2 separate regions of the Anas platyrhynchos genome follow, and region 2 is linked to region 1. A link is a contact called in public Hi-C data. All regions are on one chromosome and are shown on one strand. The core of a region is the stretch at or near the end of the contact, and the rest is flanking DNA. Distances in the headings are between cores, read along the strand shown.

Evidence for each region. Hi-C and Micro-C count contacts between places; a contact is called where the count stands out from the background.
Region 2: a contact with region 1 is called in a Hi-C map of skeletal muscle, with 2.3 times the contacts expected there. The contact joins two enhancer-like sites. A contact is called at or near these places in 2 of 8 Hi-C or Micro-C datasets (skeletal muscle and subcutaneous adipose tissue).

The regions. Positions count from the first base shown.
Region 1 is chr2:143,923,968-143,930,198 of IASCAAS_PekinDuck_T2T, reverse strand. It overlaps LOC101789559 (a long non-coding RNA gene), which reads left to right. Exons shown (of 6, transcript XR_005263524.2): 5 at 515-588. Among named protein-coding and RNA genes, the nearest start is that of ZNF438, 82 kb to the left of the region's middle. Within about 2 kb of position 3,063, at least 2 of the 8 cell types and tissues checked have an H3K27ac peak or open chromatin away from gene starts, as enhancers often do. A contact at or near this core is called in subcutaneous adipose tissue, where this site is marked.
Region 2 is chr2:144,252,970-144,259,524 of IASCAAS_PekinDuck_T2T, reverse strand. No RefSeq gene overlaps it. Among named protein-coding and RNA genes, the nearest start is that of ARHGAP12, 110 kb to the left of the region's middle. Within about 2 kb of position 3,779, at least 3 of the 8 cell types and tissues checked have an H3K27ac peak or open chromatin away from gene starts, as enhancers often do. A contact at or near this core is called in subcutaneous adipose tissue, where this site is marked.

The DNA.
Region 1 (6,231 bases), core at 1,814-4,313:
TAATTGATTCAATATTAGAGGCAGTGTTAGGCTATTTTAGGATTTCTCAGGGCTTGAGAGCTCCTCGTTGACCATACCTCTGCTTGCTTTATGCAAGCATTCCACCATCTGCACTGGAGCAATCCTGGGGTCTCGGCAGGACCGTTCATGTGCATCGTTACACAAGCCCATGAATTTTTGCAGGACCGTGGCCTGATTGCATTTTATGTTGTACCATATCCTGTAATATATCACCTTGTCACTGGCTTATATGTCAGGAGTGCCTTCAGCTACCTGAGCAGACTGATAGAAACACAGTGCTTCATGAAGGCCACAGAGCACTCCCTGCCCTTGTGATCTTCTCTCAAACTTTTCCACTTGCTTATCTTTCATCCTGTTCCGTTCCAGTCCTTCAGGGTATCTGAAGATATTCCTCTGGAGGAGGAATATTTACGTGGGACAGTCTGTCTTCTGTCTGTTTTTTGACTGAAAAAAAAAGAGGGTTCCCCACTTCTCACTTTTTTCTGTCTTCCAGAGCACATCAGACTCTCTGCTTCCAGTTGCACAGGGCATAGCCTACATTCCCACTCCTTCAAAGGATGAATTGAGGTAGGCTGTTTTTTTTTCTGGCCACCTCTCTGACCCGCTGTGGTGTGGTGTAAATGCATGTGCAGGCACAGGGCTGGAAGAAGCAGGGTTCCTTTACTGTGTGAGGGATGGTCAGCCCTGTGAATGTGGCCTTGAGCAGGGAAAAGGGCGATTCAAAGCATCCTGTGACACCCCATGCACGGTACCAAAAGAAAAATATGTCTGGAGGGTAAAATTATACCGCCTATGTGGAAGAAAAAGGCAGGTTTTTAGTATCGGTTATGTGGAGAAAAGGTTAGTTTTGTTAGGGAAGGTGTGAGCATCTGTCTAAAAGGGAAAGGGATTGAAGGAGCAGACTTGGATTTAGGAGAACAGGTACTGGCTTTGGAATTGGAGAGAGGAATGATTTTGTCCAGGCAGCACTTGTGGACAGTGAAGAGGGTCAGCTGGGAGGGTGAGAAGCCGCTGGCTGATCGTTGCGCTCCAGAGAAGAGACCTCTCTTTGAGGGGTCAGCAAAACATCCTGCTGAAGCAGGATCTGCTTCTGAGCGGATAATTATTTGAGCAAAAGAAAGGAGATGATCCAGAAGATACTTGTATTGGGTTTATGTGGCAAGGTTTTGGTAGTGTAAGGGGGCTGCAGGGGTGGCCTCTGTGAGCAGAGCCCAGCAGCTGCCCCGTGTCAGAGCAGAGCCAGCTCCAGACGGCTTCAAAAGGGAGCTGCTGCTGGCCAGAGCCGAGCCAGGGAGCGATGCTGGGTGGGCCTCTGGGAGAGCAGGTCTAAAAAATGGAAAAAAAAAAATAAAAAATGCTGCACAACAGCAGCTAGGAGAGAGGAGTGAGCACCAGCCCTGCAGCCCCCAAGGTGAGTGCAGAAGGAGGTCAGGAGGTGCTCCAGGCACTCAGCAGCAGTTCCCCTGCGGCCTGTGGAGAGGCCCCTGGTGGAGCAGGCTGTCCCCCTGCAGCCCTTGGGTCCCACATGGAGCAGATCTCCACGCTGCAGCCCCCCCATGGGTGGAGGAGCCCCCGGTGGAGCAGGTGGATGTGGCCTGGAGGAGGCTGCGGCCCATGGAGAGCCCCCGCAGGAGCAGGCCCCGGGCCGGAGCTGCAGCCCGTGGAGAGGAGCCCAGGCAGGAGCAGGGGGTCTGGGGGGAGCTGCTGCCCGTGGGGGCCCCGTGCTGGAGCAGTTTGCTCCTGGGGGATGGACCCCATGGGACGGAGCCGTGTGGGAGCAGTGCTTGAGGAGCTGCTGCCTATGGGCAGCCCCCACAGGCTCAGTTCAGGATGGAGGTGAAAGAGGGTGTATGGGGGGGGGAGATGTTTCTAGTTTGCTTTTAGTTCTCACTGGTCTAGTGTGCTAGTGATAGGCAATAAATTATATTAATCCCCCTATGCTGCATCTGTTTTGCCCATGACAGTAACTGGTGAGTGATCTCCTGGTCCTTACCTCAACCCTTGAGCCCTTTCCATTGTATTTTCTCCCCCCTCTTCCTTTGAAGAGGGGGAGCGAGGGAGCAGTGTGGTGGAGTTCAGCTGCCTGTCAGGGTGACACCACCACAACACCATGCAACATAATCGCTGGGGGATCTTTGCGAGGGTGTTGGGGCCTCCAGAGCAGCCCTCGCTGTCTTCCAGATGCAGAGGTTCCTACCTGGACACAAACAGGGTATGCTGGGGGACAGGATGTGGTCCTGGGATGCTTGACCTCAATTTCAGTTTTATTTTGTCTGAGGGAGCTCTCCGGGATGCTGCAAATGAGGACAGGCTTCCAGGAAGCTTCTCACAACTTCTTAAAATGTGGCACACCTCCCTTTTGCTCACTCCCTCCCTCCTTGGCATCAGCCTCAAGGTTGAACCAGGCGTCCAGGCAGGATCTCTGCGCTCCTGCGTCTTCCTCCAAGTGCCTTATCTTTAGGTAGTCTCTGTGCAAACAGTGTATGTTGGAACACGATGGATTTGTGCAGATGTATTTACCATCCTGAATGCGATTTTAAACAAATTGACATTTTAATATGCATTTATTCCTGTCGCATTAAAAAAACCTGCCGGTATTATGGCAGAATGTGATATATAATGATGTTGTTTAGAGGCAACTCTGTCATTTGGTGTTGTTGACAGTAAAATAAATTAACATAATAAACATAATTTGTTCAAAAACAGCTAAGTAAAAACAGATGGTTAAAATATTTTGGCAGGACCCGTTAGCCCAGGTTTACATGTGTGTTTAGACATTAGTTCTGTTTGCAACATATGTTACATATTTTCTCGATCCCATTTAATATGCAAACACACACCCTTCTCTACAGTTGTATAAACAGGTCCTTTCAGGAGCAGGTGATGGGATGGGTGGAGGTAAGGGGATTTTTTTTCTCGCTCTTCTGACTCAGGACCAGTTTTGAGCTGCGTAAATGGGCGAGGAGAGTAGCCATAGTACTGTGAGAAACAAATAGGACGGAAGGTGGAGCGTAACAACATATTTGTGTACTGACACAACGGGTCTATTACTGGCTGCTGATACCTACTTGTGTAACGCACTGGCCTGCTGCTCGCTCCCCCAGCCACACCAGAACGTGCCGTCCCCAGCCATCAGGCTCCTCGTCCTCCACCTTAGGCAATGCTCACCGCGCTGCCCTGAGCCCTGGCAGGGTTAGATCCAGCCCCACGCCTCCCTTCTCCTCTCTGTGCAGCCTGAAGTGAAAAGAGAGGGAGCAAGCAAGCTGCTCTTTTACAGGAGTCTATCTAGGGAATGGTGCAAGCTGGGATGAAGTCCTTCTTTTTAACCGTTTCTGAGTTGTGACTGGGCTGATACGGGCACATGAATGCTATGAGATTGCTGATGCTTGAAGGTTAAATGCTTGTCGGTCATTTTCAAGGTACAGCAGGTGAAAGTAAGCTTTGTGCTGCAAGAGAAACAAAGGGCATCAGTACCTGGGCATATTTAAATGAGATTATATTTTATAGAAAACACATATACACGTGCACGTGTGCTTAGGGTGCAGAGAAGGTGCACCTTTTAAACATCTCCAGAGCAGGAGGAACATGGACTCATGAACCACAAGTGGCTCTCAGCACACAGCTGCTACTGCGAAGGTTTGAGCCAGAAGTTAACGGTGGTCTTTAGCGCCCTTTCAGGAGAGCCTGGGATGTGGCAATACCACACTGCACCAACGACACAAGGTGAGATTTGTTAATATGTGGACTGGAGAAATCCAAAAGGATGTCAGGGAGGGTGGTGCCAGCAGTGAGAGCTCTTTTCTGTGCATCAGCAGTAACCTGCACATTCAGGGTGCAGAGCACAAGCACTACAGCACCAGGTGGCCTCCAGCTGTCCCTCTGCCCAGCTCTGTGCCCGTCTTTCTCAATCACCTCCCACTTGGAGCCCTGGCTGCAGGAAGGGCTCCGGATGCCCGGAGAGCGTGGGCTGCTCTCTGGGGAAGCACTTGCTCCATTGTTACAGAAATACGTGAAAAGAGGCAGCGTTTTCAGAGGTTCCTCAAAATGTCACCGTCCCTTCCTTGGCATGGCTCTGCGACCTATCTAATATAAAATATTATTTGTGAAACTTCCTTTTAATTGCTGTTTAATGGCTCCTAATATATTTCAAATAGGCATCTGCAAGTTCATTTTGACATTTATTAGAAGCCATTAGATACCAATTTAATGGTGATTTTATGACAAATGTCTGACATCATTAAAAATGTGATGGTTGATAAATTATAATGTGATGTGCTTTTGAGTGTCAGGAAATTAGACTGTTTCCAAATGTGACTGTTTTTGATGTTGTAAATTAAATTTTATTTCCAACTGATTTATGTTTGCAGGCTCTCAAAGTGAAGTGTATCAGAGGCTGAAGAGTTAGTGAGTAAGCAGGTTCTCGTGACGGTAAATCTAGTCAGCCACATCAGTGTGGGTCCTAATGGCTCAATTTGGATGAATAACTTGATTTTTAGAGGAATTTCTTGATTTCACCTACCAGTGTCCCAGTAAGTACCTGCCCCTGCATTAGACTGGGCATTCATTTACCACTTCAGTTGTGAACTCACACAGTGTCACTCATCCTGGGCTGTCACCTCCAGGTACTGTGCAAAGGAAGGGCACAGCGATGGTCCTGCACAGGCATTTTATAGTGCAGGCAGACCCAGGGCCCATGGAACATGGAGACATCATTGGCATTGTGAATAACAAACACTGCTTTTTCAAAAGCTTTTCATAGATGGCATGGCAGCAGAGGTTTTTAGAGATAACTGGTAAATGTTTACTGGAGGACTCATGCTCCTCTTGAGCATGAAAGGGTAAATGGCAGAGGGGAGAGCTGTGCAAACTGCAGCTGGGTGAAAGAGGCTGCCCCAGGATCCTAACCTACAGGGTTCAGGCAGAACATCAGTGTGGTTACCAAAGGAGCACTCTGTCTCAAGTTGCATGGAAATCCCACATTCACACTGATACGTGCACAAAGGAAAGGAGCAGAACCATAAGTGCAGCTCAGATTTCAAAGTGATTGCAAGGCCTACAGATGTGGGAAAAGATGCTGTTTTACAGAGAGACCCTGGCTTTAAGGAGAACAAATTGCTAAGACTGCTGTGTGTGCCTGGATGGAAAACAGGACTTCTCAGGGACAATGGTACAAGTTAGAGGCAGAGAAGGTCACCTCATCCTCCAGAGATGGCAAAAGATTTGTATATGGCTGAGGAGGTGATGCCTTTGCGATACTTGGGATGAGCAGCTCTGGGCTCTCAAGCATAGTGGCAGGTGCTGACAGCCCTGAGCTGCTCTCCTCACAGAAGGCTTCCTATCTCTGTCCGATGGCCTTGTTCTGAAGGCACCCATCCTGCCTAACAATTCTCCCCACTGCCAGCTTCATCAGACCCTCATGGAATAGCACGGGAACACTAAAGATCTGCCTGGAAACTGGGAGATTGTGTTCCCCAGTCTATGTTCGTGAGGAATGTGCCTGAGTGAGTAAAAAAAGCTGAAGGCACGGCATGGCAGCCTCTGGTTTGGCAGAAGTGTCTGCAGCCCCCTGGGGATGCTGGCTGCATGATGCTGGGGAGCCTGACCTTATCAATGCATGTCTTCATCGATGCCCGTATCTGTGCCAGGCTCTTTTGCCACAATGCCTTCCCTCAGCCGAGTATAAGCAATAATCAAACTCAGTACAAAAGAATATTTTGCTCCATGAGGCCTTGAACTTTGAGATGAAGATATCAAATTGTGTCTCAGCTCCTTTCCTCGACTGTCTGCAGTAACTGCATCTCCATTGACTACAGCAAGACCTTAGAAACCTAACTCAAATATGAAATGAGCTTAACCCGTGAGCTGAATCTTGCTTTCTTTTTCTCTCCAAGTGCAAAAGATGTGAGTGAGCAGCAAGGCCAGCAATGGAGGGAAGCTGCAGATGGGAAGATGCCACAGGGTCCTGCCCTGTGGGGAGACTGGGGGGTGAGGGCAGGCTCCAGGAAGGGCAGCTGGAGGTTCAAGCAGCGGGCTGGAGCTGGCGGTGAACTGGGAGCTGAACTGTAGAGTTCTTGTCAGAAACGCTACCACTTACTGACCTCTCCCTGCTTCTCCAGCCAACACCACTGACCCGGTAGCCGTGGCACCTTGGGCTGTCTGACAGCTCTGCAAGGAGCAAGACAGAGCCCTCAGGTGTCAGCCATGGCTTCT
Region 2 (6,555 bases), core at 2,530-5,029, 330 kb before region 1:
ATAAAAATGTATCAGGAGAAAAAACGGTGAGCCTGCAGTGAATAACATACATGTCTAAGATTGTACCTGCAGTCTTATTGCCCTGCAAAGTTGTTTTGTTTCACTGCCTTAAGAAAAGGAATGGAGATTTTTGCCTGACTGAGCCCCTAACAGGACAGCAGATTTACAGAAAAGCACTTGTCAACTTTTTGCTGCTAGGAGGCTAAGTGCCAAGAGGGATAAATGTATGCAATGCTCACACCAAGGCACTTATTAACCCTTGCCACTGCTAGCACTACTTCAGGCAGAAATACCTTTCACCACCCTTGCACATCTAATTGTGATATACTAATAAATGACACACTAACAACAAAAAATTTTGAAGGCATTCTTCTTCCCTCAGCAGCAAGAACCAAGAAGCTGAGAGCTCTTCACAGGCTGTGGAAATACATATAACCTGGTAAAGATGTACTTCTGTGCTCGGAGCTGTGATCTCTGAGTGCTGCTGAGCATGATGCTGAAATATGTCAGTTTGGTGGAGGGGGAACTGTTGTAACACCCAGCAGCACTGTCTTCTGCTGGTGGAATGAGGGCAGGAGCCAGCTGGATGCAGGGATCTGCAGGCTGTGTTGTTCCAGAAAATCCTCCTGCAGCTGAGTGGCAGTGATAGCTGAACCTTGCAGACCTCTGACAGCCCATGACCATTCCAGCTCAGGGTAATTTAGCAATAACGCCTGACAGAGAGGGCATTTCTGACCAGCTAATATGTGGCTGCAGATGTTTTGAGGCTGAAAGATAATCCAGTCAGCAGAGAGCAATAGGAAATGCCAATCTAGTTGGTCATTGTAAATAAACAGCTTGCTTAGTTGTGACTGGTAAGAGGGCAGGGTGACATTCCCAACATCTGTAATGCTTATAATGAAGCAAGGAATAGAAAAGCATCATAATAGCCCAGTTCTAGTTTCCAGCAAGGACAGGAACGCTGAACATTTGGAATTATTTCTGACTGCTCCTCCAGAACAGCATGCACAGCCCTTATGGAGTGTCCAAGCCGCCATGTGGCCTGTTCGGGTGAGTCATGAGTGGCTGAGCAGACATATGGTGAGGTGAAGCACCAGCCTGTGCAGGTTGAGCAGACGCTGCCAACTCGCTTTCTGCCACTGCTGGGCAATTAGGCACATCAGGGCCTCAGTGATTTTTTTTTTTCTCTCCATGTTTGTAAGTGAAAAGACATAAAATATCTGCAGGGCTCGTGCTCACTTTCCCTGCCATTGTCTACGTCTACCCCACCCCCCCAACAGTCATTAAAAAATAAGACAAAAATAACACTGTTTGAGCTGAATGTATCTCTGTGCAGAGGGATCATGTAATGCCCTCTACAGTATGCAAGCCTTGCCTTGGGACTGCATATGGCTGATGGGAGAGACTTTTATTGTGCCGAAGGAGCTTGTCAATACAACAGCCCTCTTTGTGTGGCTGCGTCACCCATCAGCATAAAGCTCCTTTGTGTGGGCAGCAGAGCATTTGGAGGGGCCGGTTTGCAGCGGTGGAGGGCACAGCCCTAGAAATCAGGCAGCATCGGGCTTTCACCTCCCTTGCCCAGCACGAGGCGCCTTTCTTTGACACTGCTCGTAAGGACACTGTGGTGTAGGAACGCTAAACACACAGATACATCGAGGCCGGAGAAACAAGCTACCAAGAGAGGCCTTCTCGTGTACCCACATCTTCTGTCCAGGCCCGGGAAGGGAGCCTCCATCTCTTCCTGCTGTGATATCCTGGGGAGGAGACCTCCAGACCCACCCCTCTCCTCGGTGGCAAGTGACAGGAGATGTGGTGAGACCTTGCTGATGTGTGGTGGTCTCTGAAAGAGGACGGGGAGGCAGGGAACTGCTGCTGTTGAGTATCCAGGACTGTTCTGGAACCGTCTGGCATGGACGCCAGGCACGGCAGAGACACCAGCAGCTTGTAAACCCTTCTCTTGAACCATCCAGGGCTAAGGTTGCAATTCACATGACAGCTGCAGAGCCTGAAGGCCCCATAAAAGTGCTCACACCCTTTGCAGAGACGCCTGTGCGCAAATCTTCTTCTGATGCTGGTCCAGCTCCAGCTCATGAGCTGAGGGAGCTCCTCCTGCTGCTCCTCCCCAGATGAAAAGCCGTCTGTCAGGACAGGAGCACTTGTGAGGCCTGCGCTCGAAACCACATCTAAAAACAGACCGTGTCAACAGAGTATCAACCCAGTCATCGGCTACCTCTAAAACCACATGTAAGGCCTGGTTTTAAGCTGAATCTGCCAAATGTGTGTGGCCGAATGGCTCATGTGACCACGTTTCCTGTTGTCCCCAGGACCGGAGCGCTGTGGTGCCATGAAGCAGAGCATTCATCTCCAGCAGCTCCGTCTGGAGGATGGAGCAGCCTCAGGCACCTCGGTACAAATGCTCCCGACACTGTGAGAGCTTCCCACAACTTCCCAGCCAGGCAGCAGCTCCCCGGGGGGATAGCAGGCATGGCACCGGTGTCCCAGCCTGTGCAGGGCACTTTGGTGGCTTGTAAGGTGGGAGGTGGAGAGGAATGGCCCAAAACGAGTGGAGAAGCAGGAGCGGTTCAGCAGCTACTGCTCTCCCAGGTGATGGGCTCATGGCAGCGGATGCTGTGAGCATCCTGGCGTCTTGATGAGCAGCAGAGAAAACATTTTTGCCTGGGTCCGGTTGCAGCAGGACCTGTGAGGTCTTGGGGGGATACAGGCTGGGGCTACAAGTAGAAGGAAACGCTTCTGGATTTCAGGCTTCACTGAGGAGGGAGGCTGGTGCCAGGGAAGCCAAGCTAAAAAATCCCACTGGAACCATTGCTTCTGGGCTCAGACACCTCCAGACAGAGTGTGCTTGGGGGATTCGTGCCTGGAAAAAGCACCCAAGAGGGAAAAGGAGGGCCTGAGGAGAGGCACACTTGGAGAGTGAGGGAGGCTGCCATGCTGCTCGCTCCCCGTCACTTGAGGCAGCGCTTCTTTCCTGTATGTTTAATATGCAAATATTTAATGGGGGTGTATTAGAGCATAAAGGCCATAACTTGAGACCTTTCAGTCAAGATTAAACAGGTGCCAAGGCTTTCTTTTCAAGGCCGGGAACAGCTGTGAGCCTTCCCTTCCCCATACGTGATTACAGTACGTCGCCGGGGCCTTTTCCACGGCCCTCCCCCTCCGTGCCGCTCTCCCTCAAAGACCCCTTTTTGTCTTTCCGCAAGACACCGTCCTAGTGATTCAAAGGGAGCAGGAAAAAAAAGAAGTGTGATTTATTAGCTCTGGCGTGGAGGGCAAGGTTTTGACCTCAGGTGTGAATCTGAGAAAAATATTATTTTCCTGACAGCCAGCCCTCTCAGAGTGAATTAAAACTGCTATTGTGAGGAAATGTATTAAAGCCATTTCGGCTTTTATGACAATATCAGTGCAGCTACTCTATAGAGTGCCTAGGATGTAGAGTCGCCCCAAGGTGCTTTATAATCATCAGTTTAAAGGGAGAGAATTTGCCTGCAGAGATGAATCAATGGGTGTATTTTATGAAACATTAATGACTGCTTTTGTAGATGTAAATTTGGGGGTATGTTCCTGCATCTCTCTGTGCTGTCCTGCAGCTGCAACTTAAGCCCGCTTGTTGTTAGTGGGGATCATCATCGAGCAGTACAGTTTTGCTGGAGGAGCTTTACATCATCTCCTAATGTAAACAATATTGTAAGAGAGTCCGACAGCCCCACAGGATTTTCATTGGGCAATGATTGATGTGGAAAGGGATGGAGCTGCAGTGATTCTGCATCAGTCACAGCTCTCGCTTGGCTCTCAAACTGACCCTGTTAGCACAGTCTGACTTGGATCATTTGTCTCAGAAGTACCAAGGGATTTTAAAACAGCTGTGGATTCGACCATTTCGAATGGGAACATATTTTTGGTTTGTGGTAAGAACAACATAAACCGTATGTGTTTCAGAGCTCGGGCCCCAGCATTCCTGGCTTGTTTTGTCAGTGCGTCTTTGCTTTCCTCTGCAGCATTCACACATGCGGCTCCACAGCTGCTTCTTTTTTTGGGGGGGTTGTTTTTCCACTTCAGGTCTTCCTCCCTTCTTCTCCCTCCCCCTCCCCAAAGAAAGAAAGAAAAAAAAAAAAGAAGAGAATGAATCAACTTTGCTTTTTACAGCCAGGCAAGTGTTTAAGCTCCAGCAGTGTTTAAGCAAAGGAAGGTTTTGTTTTTCAGCCTTTGATGCATCCCCCATCTGACGTGCTTTCTCCTAAATGCTGCTGATCACACAAGTGCCCACTGGTAAAAACAAGTACAGGATGTCATGGCCAGATCCTGTGCAGTAACTGCGTGCTGCCAGCCCTCTCTGTGTGTCCAGATGGGTATCCCATTTCACTAATGTGAAAGTACCCTGATTTTCTTCTCTTCTCTCCAGGCCTTCCCATCACTCCTCCCCTCCTCCTTCCGCAGGTCCCTTCCCCGGTGACATCTGTTCCCAGGAATGATGAGCCGAGATTTGGAGCAATTACCACAGTTTGCATTTCCTGAACCAGCTTGCTGTGTGCGCATTAAGAACACAAGCACTGAAAGTCAACAGGGTGTAGAAGGTAACGTCGTCCCCCACCTCAAAGCTAATGATGTTTTGCTCTACGCACAAGAGCTGTGGATCTTAATTTGCTGGCTCCTTTCTCAATTGTACAATTTTCAGCCATTGCTTAATGAAGCCCGCCTGGCTCCCATAATGTGATATTATATTATCACAATGCTCTTGTTAAAGGCCTTATATTTCACCACAAGCACCTGTGGCTGCTCAGCAAGGAGGAAAGCTCTGATGTGCCAACTTGGATTCCAATTTTGCAGGAAAGCCAGATTTTGGAAATGCTCCTCTGCCGTCCTCACAGCCGAGCACGGCAGGGGCTGGGGAGCTCAGGGGTGCCTGGTGCCCGAGGCAGAGGCAGGCAGGCTCTGTGCTACAGGCAGCCGCTGGGGATTAATATCACAGGGAGAGGCAGAGCCGAGTTATTTCCGCAATCCGTTCACATAATGGATGGGGATGTCAAGATGCCGCCATCTGAAGTATGAGCACCTTGGAACAAAACAAAAAATGACTGGTGGTGTCAGCTTTCAGGAATGTACGAGCAGAGGTGGTGAGAAGCTGCACACGCAGCATGGGCTTTCTTCAGCATCTTCCTTTCTGCACAAAGGCTGACCTCGGGCCCTCTCCTCTTCCCCGCAGACAGTCACACACAGATCTCACAAACTGAACCCTGTGCACACTTATGACAACGTGAGCAGCTTCTCAGCAGGTGGCTTCTCAGACAGGAGCCCTGCTCAGGGTGCAGCTGTGGCTCCAACGCGTGTGGACTCTGCCAGAAGGCTGTGAACAGATCCGAGCATCTACAAATCCAGCCTGGGGGTTGATCCCTCTCTTTGCTGCCGACTGCTCAGGGCTCATGTGGGACGTGACACGCAGACCCACTCGGCAGCATCCCCTGTACAAACACCACTCTGCATCCAGAGCTGCAGGACCCAGCTGAAGATGCAGCAGGGTTTGGTGCTAAGCAAGGGGTGGCTGCAGTCACGCCGGTGCTGAGCTGAATGCCTCTGTGCGCGTGAGCTTCCTGGCTGGAGGCTGAAGCACTGACCACATCCGCACCATCACCGCAGTCAGCCCAAATAACTCTGGCTGTGAGCTCTGATTACACTGGAGAGCCATCTGGAGAGCCTCTACCTATTAAAATCCTTCTCTCTCAGCCTTCAGACTCAGGTGGAGAAAGCTGCATTGCTCACATCTCGGCCTTGCACGGCCAGCAAGCCTCAGCCCCCAGGGCTGTAGCAGTGCTACATGGCATTAGTGGGACATTTCAACTCGCATTATCCCTTGAAAAAGGCTGCTGACTGCAGGGGGTCAGGGTGCTGGAGAGCCCTGCTCCCCTTTTGGAAGGATCCCAGCACGGTGCCTGTCACAGCTGTGACCCACATAGGGCCATGCAGGGCAAAAAGGGAGCTTCCCAGGAGCTCCTGGATTTGGTGCTCAGAACTGCATGGTAACTGATGAAATAAAATTATGTCAAAAGAGCTGTGACAATAAGTGCTTTCCCCCAAATAGACACTCTCCAAGTGTTGCCCAAATGCTTTGTCAGTAGAAACCTCTCAGAGGTTGGATACTGCTCCTCCCTGTCCCAGCTCAGCTGCAAGGATCACCAGGAATGAAAACTTCAAATGAAAAACAAGTATTAGATACACAGATCAGACCCTAACTGTGGCCTGTCATGGTACTTCGAGGTCTGAGCAGTATTTCCAGTCTCCAGCCCCATGTCACCAACAATCCCATAACAAAATGGAGGTTTATTTCTAGGAGAACGGGGATGCCCTGGTTGTCAGATCTGATTCCCTGATTTGAATTCAGGTTATTTCATCAACGTAATAGCAAGATCTAGGATCACAGTCTGCTGGAATAATTTAGTAAGCCATGCGAGGTCACTATTGCTTCTTGCAAATATGGCTTAAACATAATTTACCTGGCAGTAACTTGACCTGGAAGAGAGAGGTTTATCTTCTTGGCATGCTGTG